Linked DNA regions of Ovis aries: region 2 is linked to region 1. The links are chromatin contacts, called in public Hi-C maps. All regions are on one chromosome and are shown on one strand. The core of a region is the stretch at or near the end of the contact, and the rest is flanking DNA. Distances in the headings are between cores, read along the strand shown.

What was found. A called contact is a pair of places that touch in the nucleus more often than the background predicts.
Region 2: a Hi-C map of blood shows a contact between it and region 1, with 2.8 times the contacts expected there. The contact joins the promoter of CD247 here to the enhancer-like site in region 1. A contact is called at or near these places in 4 of 16 Hi-C or Micro-C datasets (blood and hypothalamus).

The regions. Positions count from the first base shown.
Region 1 is chr1:119,642,784-119,647,495 of ARS-UI_Ramb_v3.0, forward strand. It overlaps CD247 (CD247 molecule), which reads right to left. Exons shown (of 8, transcript NM_001009417.1): 2 at 1,653-1,756; 3 at 464-520. Among named protein-coding and RNA genes, the nearest start is that of CD247, 78 kb to the right of the region's middle. Within about 2 kb of position 2,313, at least 24 of the 54 cell types and tissues checked have an H3K27ac peak or open chromatin away from gene starts, as enhancers often do. A contact at or near this core is called in hypothalamus, where this site is marked.
Region 2 is chr1:119,721,033-119,725,744 of ARS-UI_Ramb_v3.0, forward strand. It overlaps CD247 (CD247 molecule), which reads right to left and starts at 2,202. Exons shown (of 8, transcript NM_001009417.1): 1 at 2,060-2,202. The coding sequence starts at 2,117.

The DNA.
Region 1 (4,712 bases), core at 1,063-3,562:
GGATCATCTCAGAAAGCCTCTCAGAGAACATATTACTTGGGCGGGGGTGGGGGGGGGGGTGGTAGGGGTGGGCATGATCTATTCGATCAAAGTCCCATTGCACGGAGGGAGTGAAATCGCTTCTCCACCGCAGGGAAGTACTCTTTCCTTCTCCACCCCCATCCCGCTGGTCCGTGAAACCGCTGCCGGGCCGGGGCTCGCTTGGAGCAGGCACTGCACCGAGTGGGCGCTTGCCGCGCAGCACACCGCCAGGGAGCGGCATCCTCCCAGCACCTCCACGAAGCAGGCGTGGTGACTATCCCCGTTTTACGAGTTAGGAAACTGGGTCCCAGAGAGGTTTTTAGCCCGCAGGGCTCACAGCCGCGGACCAGACCCACAGCCGAGCCCCTGGCGGCTGTTTCCCCCACGTCCCAGGAGAGGCGAGCACCTTCTAGGCTAGGCTCTCCGGGAGAGGCGGACTTACGTTGTAGACCGGGTTCTGGCCATGCTGGTAGGCGGGGGCGTCGGCACTCCTGCTGAACTGGATGGGGAAGAGGAGAGAAAGCGCTTTACTTTTTGCGCGGGCAGCCTCGCTCCGCTTCTCCACTGCAAACGGCGTGCTCCCTGTCTGCTGGGGCTGGGCCCCTGCGGGCCCCCGTGGCGTGAAAGCTTCATTTCTGAGCCCAACTGTCCTTCCCCCTCGCAGGGGTCAAGCTCAGTCACCGCAGGTGCCCCAGCAACCGCCCTGGTTTCCGCTCCCGGGCCCGTGCCCTCGCGCATGCGCAGAAGCGCCGGCCTCGCGGGCCGCACCCACTGCGTTCCCGGCTTTTCTCCTGGCCGCTTCCTCCCAGGGATTCGGAGGACTAGTTGAGAGATCCCACCTCCATCGTGACCCCTGCACCCGGGTGCACTGTGTCCGTGTGGCACTGTGTCCTGAGGACCTGGCCCAGGCACATGGCCTCGCTCTGTTTTCAGTTCATGCCCCTCAGCTGAAACTGCAGGTCTTGCAGATTCAGAACACTGGGAAACACCTGGCAGATGATCTAGGGCAGCGTTCCTCAAACTTAAGAAAGCAAGACATTGTTTCTTATAATAAAATGTTTTGCTAAAGTCCAAAATCAAAAAAAAAAAAAAAAAAAAAAAGGTTAAGGCACAAAAGTCCTATGGCCACCCCAGCCCCAGCCCCAGCCCCTCCAAATACTGCAGGGCCTGCAGGGCCCTAGGTGAAAACCAATGCTCTGGGTTAATCTTCCCACGTACAGATGAAAAACGGGTTTGAGGAGAAAAGGCTGGCCAAGCCTGGGTTTGCAGTTGGACAGCAGGGTCTGGAAAGAGACTGCAGGCCTCCACCTCTCTGCTCTTCACTGAAGCATAACCCCTTTTCCTAGCAGAACCTCTGCCTTGAGACGCCTAAAGGTTCACACATCTGTATGACTCTTCACTAAGACTCCAGCACCAGTGTACAATCAATTGAACACTCATCCTCCCACTCTTGTGTGGCTAAGCAAAACATCACCCCCCACCTCTCCAGCCCACCCAGTGTGCACACTTGGTCTCTGTTTTGCCCATGGATACCAACCACTCATGCTTGAGACTTTCCAAGACCAAGGCCCTCTAAACATCCACTGAGTTGGGGAGCCCATGCCCTCCCCGCAGAGGCCAGTGGCACCAACCTTTGCTCTCAGAAACAGGGCAGTGACAATAACGCCGTAGATGAAGAGGATCCCATCCAGCAGGTAGCAGAGTTTAGGATCGAGCAGGCCGAAGCTCTGTGCCGCTGTGTCGAGAGATGAGATTGATTAGCCAGGTCCAGGTGAAGGAACATGTCTGCCTGCACGGGGCAGGTACCGTGACAGGTCAAGGAAATCATGATGAAGGCTGGCTGCATTCTCCATACCCCATTTGACCACAACCTCTCTCCCACCTTGGACCGGCCTCTGGGGAAACCTAGCCTGCCCCAGCAGTGGACCTGACACCTGGCAGGGCCACAAAGCCTGGAAGACAGGAAGGAGGCAAAAACTAAGTGGGGGAGGTGAGATTGCCCACTGTGCGCATTGTGCAGGGGAACACCTTGGGCTGCTGCCTCCCAGCCCGGGAGCCCAGATAGGTGCGAGCCCCGTGTGAAGCGCGTCATCTGGAAGCCACCCCAAATTGCCAAGGGGCCCCTCACAGTATGCACTACGCAAACTAAAGTACAGTGGGGTTGGGGAAGGAGGTACAGTAAACATTCCGGTTAAACAAGAAAAGCATTTTTTGAAAGCTCACTGCACTGTGAGAGAGGAGACACGGATTTAGCCTAGACTGTTCTTCCTGCCAGGTATGTGTGCAGCAACTCAAGTGTAAAATGGGGTGTAGTAGGCGTCTAACTCCACCCCTGCCTGGTATCACGGAAGCCACAGTCCCGCGGCCGCAACCTCTCCCTGGCCGAGGGCGCCCTCTAATGGCCGCCTGAAGGACTACCTCGAGACTAAGGCAGTGGACAAGATGTGCGCTTGAAGGCCTCTTCCTTATTAATTCTGTGACTTGGGGCAAGTTATTTACCCTAGTTCAGCTGCCTCTTCTGTTGACCAGGGTGAAAACTATAACATTTCTTTAGTGTTTACTTCGTGCTAGACAAGTAATAACTTGATGATGTAATAACTTGTCAGTTTCTCCCAACAGCGCCACATGGACACAGGCAGGGAGAACTTGGATTTAGCCAGGAGCCCTCAGCGAGTAAGAGGCAGGTCAGGAGAGCCCAGGTGGCGTATCTCCCCTCCTCCCCTCGTCCCCGACCTCCTGGGCCCAGCCCTGCCCTCCCTCTTGCAGGAGCAACGTTTTGGCCTCTGCCACAAGCTGTGGGAGCAGGTGAGTCAAGGCTGCACCCTAGTCCCCAACCCCAGCCCTCTTGAATCCTTCTGTTCTCAACCCTTTGACTCCTTCCCTAACTCAGGACGCTCCACCCCCACCCAGGCACTGATTTCTTTGTAAACGTTCCTAGTCCTTGCTCAGAAACCGTTTTGTCTGTCTGAGTAAAGTCTGAAGTAGGGGATCTGAAGGCCACTCCAGTATTCTTGCCTGGAAAATCCCATGGACAGAGGAACCTGGCCAGCTACAGTCCATGGGGTCGCAGAGATTCAGACACGACTGATCACACACACACACACCACACACACTGAAGGCCTATAAGGAGACAAGCCAGCCCCCAGCAAAGGCCATGTCTGGTGGCCACTCCACCCTAGCTGGGGTAATTTGTTTTTCCTTTTAGGACTGGAGGGGTGTCAGCGGAGATTTATTTGGGTGGTTGAGATTCAGAAAAAGGGTTGGGAGAAAATCGCTTAGTTGCCTGTCACATAAAATGAGAACAGAAAAATTACTGGACAGTAAATTTAGAACAAATAAGGAGAAATATTTCTTGGTGTTGTGCAGAGCCAGTGCAGTGGTGGAGAGGATTTGGCCCCTCCCCAGAAATAAGTAATAGGAACACATTTCTTTTTTTTCTTTCTTTTTGAACAGCAGCATGATTTCATGACCAAAGACAAATGTGCTATGTGTGGTTTGGTCAAAAAAAGGATATTAATCACCACACATACCCCAGGGTAGGAAACTTCCCTCTGCCGAGTCCAACTGTGACCAGGCTAGCAGAATGGGACTGAGGAAGGCAGTGATAATCCAGAAAGTTCCTTGAAGGGACCCAGGGCCTAATTCAGTTGTGTGGTTAATTAAATATTTATTGGGCATCTGCTTGATGTCAGAGGATATTGAAATAGAAAGAACCCTGGATTGGGTATCAGGTGGGTTCTATCAATAGTCCTTCGTCTGCCACTAAGTAGCTATGTGGTTTTGGGCAAGTCACCTCCCCTCTCGGGGCCTCAGTTTCTCCATCTGTAAAATAGTGGGTCATCCTGTCTACCTTAAGGGTGTGGTGAGACCCAAATGAGAGAATGTACTGGTAGGTGTTTTTGTAAATTTCCTCCATAAGGATAACATGTCTAGCATTTGAGTCCCTGCTCTTTCAGGGCTTACGTCTTAGCTCTTGAGGCCACACCCAGGTTGGAGGGGCTTCCCTTGAACAGCAGGCAGCTTTCCAAGATGACAACTCAAATTCAGGAGCCATGGACACGCCTAGGTTCTGGCTCCTTCCCTGCCTCCCCATCCCCAAAGGAGAGACCCGTTTTCCTCCTTCCCTGAGCATCTCGTTTCTGTCCCCACCACATTCAGTCCCTAAGAGAGGTATTTAATGGGGTTATATGGTGGCTGTTTTCCTAAACAACAGGAGAACCTGTTTTATTTCATGCTTCCCATCCTCTGCCCCAGATCCACAGCACCCAAGAGAACCCCAGAATTTGCACAAGTACCCAGATACCGATTAAGTGTTCTCATTCTCAATCCTGGTCGCACATTAGAACCGGCCTGGGGTCCACTCTGACCCCAGGTTCTCATTTAATTGTCTGGGGTGGGGACCAGGCGTGAGCATGGGCCAGCGCACTGCAGAGCCAAGTTTCAGAGCTGCCGTGTCCCTCAGGCACAGCCTTTCTCAGCAATACATCTGTGCCCTACCACAGGTATAAATCTCACTGCCAAAAAGAGACAAAAAACAAAAGCAAAGCCTCGGTCTTCTATATGCACTGCAATTTCTGTGTACTTCTCAACTGTGTATCACTGAACTTCTCCAAGCCCCAGTTTCCTCATCCATAAAGCAGGATAATAATATTAACTGTCTCATTAGGTAATAGTGAGGCTTAACTATCTCA
Region 2 (4,712 bases), core at 952-3,451, 78 kb after region 1:
AGGTAGTGACCACCTTGGTGTTAAAGGCACTGATGAGTTGAGGGCTCTACAGACAAAACTCTGCCCATACCATTAGGCACTCCATCGTAATCTCTTTCAGCTTCAAGTGACTGTCTTAGCAGACTCACCCAGGAAGACTTCCTCAGGTAGACAGACTGGGGTATTATTTGCTGTGATCTTAATGATCTGGGCAATTGCAAGAAAACAAATAGAAAAGTCTTAGTAAAAAGAAGTCTTAAAAGGGTTTGGGGAGTAAGTAACTTAATTGAGCGAGAAAAGAAGGAAGATCGCAACTCAAATTTCATCAGCAGCCTTTCCTCCAAAGGAAATCATAAAGCATAAGTCTCCTCAGCCAACATGAGTGCCTTTTGTGGCCCTTGGTGTTAAAGGCCTCGCTAAGCCTCCCTTGCCCTCCCTCAATGAGGCTAGGAGGCTCATCTAAAAAGAGCTGAAATTTCAATCTCCAAACTGGCAAAGCAAGTGGCCTTGAAAGATGGATCTAAAGCTTTTCTTCCTGTACACTGCTTGTGGAAATGGGCATGGCCCCCATCTTGTCTTCTGGGTGGGGTTTTGTTTACCACTCCTGGCAGCTACTACAACTCAAGAAGCTTTATTTTCTTTTCTAATTCTATTGCCCCTGCCTTAGCCCCAGGGCTCAAAACAAATTGACCCCTGAGGAAACTTCAGATTGCTGTCATCTGTTCCCTCTGAAGTCATTGAATTCATAGGCCCTCATGGCATCATGGGTCCTCCCAAGCCCTGCACACAAGGATGGGCTGCTCTGGGCCCGCCCTGGTGTCCTTACCCCACAGTACCACGTGACTCATATCCAGCAAGACCTTTTCTGAGAAGAGAGCTGTGATGTTACAGAAAACCCCATGATTACTTAGTCCTCAAAGCCCCCAAGGCCCTAGGCCGGGGCTGTGCCACGTCCTCTGGTAGGAGCAAAAGTACCAGTGGCCTCTCCAGCTCTCCCACCATTGTTGCCAAACACCCTCCCATGCTGAGGTGAGCTGAAGAGTGGAGAAAAGGCGTTGGTTTTTGACCACTCTCCCAGTTTTTTAGATTCAAATACAGCCTGTCCCATTTCTTGTAAAAATGCCAAGATGCCAAACCCCAGACACAATCCATTTTGTCTTCTTTTCACTTCTTATTATTCTTATCTGAGCAGGAAAACACAGTGGGAATGAAGGATTGTAGAAAAGCTAGTCTCCGGGGCCTGAAATGAAGTGAAGAGTGAGTTCTCTTGTTGGTTGGTTGTTCCTCGTGGTGGTGACCTAACAAGTCACATCCTCTCATCTCTCCCCTACGTTCTGTCAGCATCTCTGGCTTTTTGGCCTCAGACAGAGAGCTGCCTAAAGCACGGGGCAGTGGGTGAGTCACGGAGACTGGGGTGGGTGTGTCATCAAGCAGCCCTCGGCTGTGGGGTGCAGGGGCAGCCATGTCAGAGCTGAGCCTAGATGTGGGCCTTGAAGAAGGCCGCTTCCCTTCTTTGTTAACCCAGTCAGTGCCTGGCTTATGGAGACGCTTCAGGTAAGTCACAGCCATGACCCTCTCTGCCCAACGGCACATGAAACACTCTTTGTTGGCGAAGCAGGAAGGCGGCTGAGTGATGGAGCCAGCAAGGTAGTAAGGAAAGAATACACAAAGACTCGGAAAATGCTTCAGCACAAAATGTGGCCCAGGTGAGGCTTTCTGGTCCCTCCCAGCTTCTGTTAAGTTCTCCCTCTCCTCTTGCCCACACAAGTCCTGCCTCAGTTCCTCCTCATCCTTCCCCCATCTCAGACTTCTCTCTCTTTTTATCACTGGAAAAATCCATACTTCACACAGGTCTGTCTTCAAGCAGCTGACTCTAAGCTAATTTCCAACTTGGCCATATTGAAGCAGATGTCTCTATAGAAACAGACCCTTCCCTGTTCAGCTGTCCATTGCTTTGGGGAGGGCAAGATTTAAAGGAGACATTGGCTCCTCTCCACACCTCTGCTCTCTCCCTCCACCCCACACACATATGTACAAAGAGTTCCTCAAAGCTCATTTCCTTCGATACATCCAGCCTTACCTGTAACTGGGAACTGCGTCTGCAGGACGGCCACAATGACAAGTGCTGTCCACTTCATCTTATCCTTCCCCAGGATGGTGCAGGAGGCAGAGGCTGAGGCAGCTGTGACGGGATGAAGAAGAGGAAAGGAGTCTCTGCTGGCTTTGTTCTGCTGCTGCCTCCTCAGGAAGTGGAGGACGATGGGCCTTTGAGAAGGCACCTGCCAACCAGGCCAAGAAACTCACACTCCCCCTTTCGGTTCACAGGCAGGAAGCTCTGGAGGTTTGAGGGTTTGGGGTGTGTGCTTGTGTCTGTCTGTCTGAATTTTTGCTATATACATATATATATATATATATTTTTTTTTTGGTCTCCTTTAACCATTGTTTTATTTTCCTTCTTTCTAATTTTTGTCTGAGTGATAGTTGCCCAGTCAGGCCTCACTCTTTGCAACCCCATGGACTGTAGCCTGCCAGGCTCCTCTGTCCATGGAATTCTCCAGGCAAGATTAATGGAGTGGGTTGCCATTTCCTTCTTTTTGTCTAATTTTTGTCTAATTCTTTTTGTCTAATTTTTATCTAATTCCTATCTTGATTGGTATAGTCAGCCCCTAAGCAAATACAAGTTCCCAGTGCATTTAAGAATGTTCGCGGCTCTCCTAGATTCATGTATTTTACGGTGGTTGGTGAGACAACAGAGCTCTAGATTCAGAGTCAGGTAAAATGTGGAGATAGAATACTTGGGTCTTAGTGCCATCGCTGCTATCTGCTTGCTGTGCGGCCTTGAGTAAGTCACTCAGCATCTCTAGACCTCAGCGTCCCTACCTATAAAGCAAATCATTGAGGATGCGGATCTGAACTTGGCTTGAATATGGACCATAGAAAATAGAAGAATTCACGTAATACTTCAAACACTTATGTTATTTGACAGATTTAAACATTGAACCAACTTACAATAATAAAAAGATTAATACTCATAAATAAACTGTATTATTTATACAGTGTAATAAAGTATAAGATCTATGTGAAACAAACTTTCAAACATTACTGAAGAATACAGAAAGGACTTGGGTAAATGGAAAGATGTATCTTGGTCTTTGATAGAAAACTTCCTTTTAAGAAGCCCACGATTCTCTCTAAATTAATCAACCCATACTTCTACAAATACCAACAAAAGTTTTAGCACAAGATAATCTTGGTTGAAAGTTTGCATGAAAAATTAATGTACAAAAAATAGTGACGACTCAAAAAAAAAACACAAGCAATCAAAGAAAAAAATAGGTAAATTGGACTTCACCAAAATTTAAAACTTTTGTGCATAAAGGACACTATCAAGAAAGTAGAGACAATTCATAGAAAAAATAGTTGTAAATTAAATATTGATAAGGGTATAGTATTCAGAATATAACTCAACTAGAAAAAAAAAGTAAAAATCGGCCAAAGATCTGAATAGATGTTTCTCCAACAAGCACATGAAAAAATGATCAATATATTTGGTCACTAGGGAAATGAAAATCAAAACTATAGTGAACTATAACTTCGCATATACTAGGATGGCTAAAATTTAAAAACACAAAGTGCTGGTAAGGATGTTAAGAAGTTGGAACTCTTATACATTACTGGTGGAAACGTGGGAAATTTCCCTATGGAAAATGTGTGACATATCCTCAAAAATTTAAATAGAATTATCACACAACCTAGCAGTTCTACTCATAGGCATATACTCAGGTGAATTGAAACCATGTGCGCATTAAAACTTGTACATGAATGTTTATAGTAGCATTATTCAAAATAGCCCCAAACTGGAAACAACCCAAATGTCCACGAACTGAGGAATAGATAAACAAATCATACATCTAAACAATAAAATATTATACTTGCAACATGGTCGAAACTTGAAAACAGTATGCTAAATGAAACAAGCCAAACACAAAAAGACCAAATATTATACGATCGCATTAATACAAAATGGCTATAATAAGCCATAGAGACAGAAAGTAGATCAGTAGTTTTCAGAGGACAAGGAAAGGGGGAAATTGGGACTAATTCTTAACAGGTATGAAGTTTCTTTTGAGAATGATCAAAATATTCCAGAACTAGATTTATTGTGATGATGTATGACACAGTGAATATACTAAAAGCCTCTGAGTTGTACACTTTAAAATGGTAGACTCATGTGAATTACATCTCAGTACAAAAATAATGCTAAATAAGCAAAAGAACAGCCAGGAAAACTCTGTAAAAGAGGAGCAATGAGTGTGAAATCACCCTGCAAAACATTAAGCAGAGAGACATGGTTACCATATAGCAGTTGTGATCATATAGACTCAAACACACGTGGTCAATTGGTTTTTTATAACGGGACTAGGAAAATTCAGTGGAGAAACAACCAACCAACAACCGGTATCTCTATGGTGAAAAAAAGCCCTTATTTTATACTATGTGCAAAAATTGACTGAAACAGTCCATAGGTGTAGATGTGGAACATAAAACCATACAACTTCTGGAAAAAAAAGAAAAATCTTTATGTTAACACATTTGAAGCACAAACTATAAAAGAAAAATAATTGGTAAATTTGACTTCATCAAAATTAAAACCTTTGTTCAGTGGAAAACACCATTAAGAAACTGGAAAAGCAAGCCATTGACTCAGAGAAATTATTTGCAAATACATATAT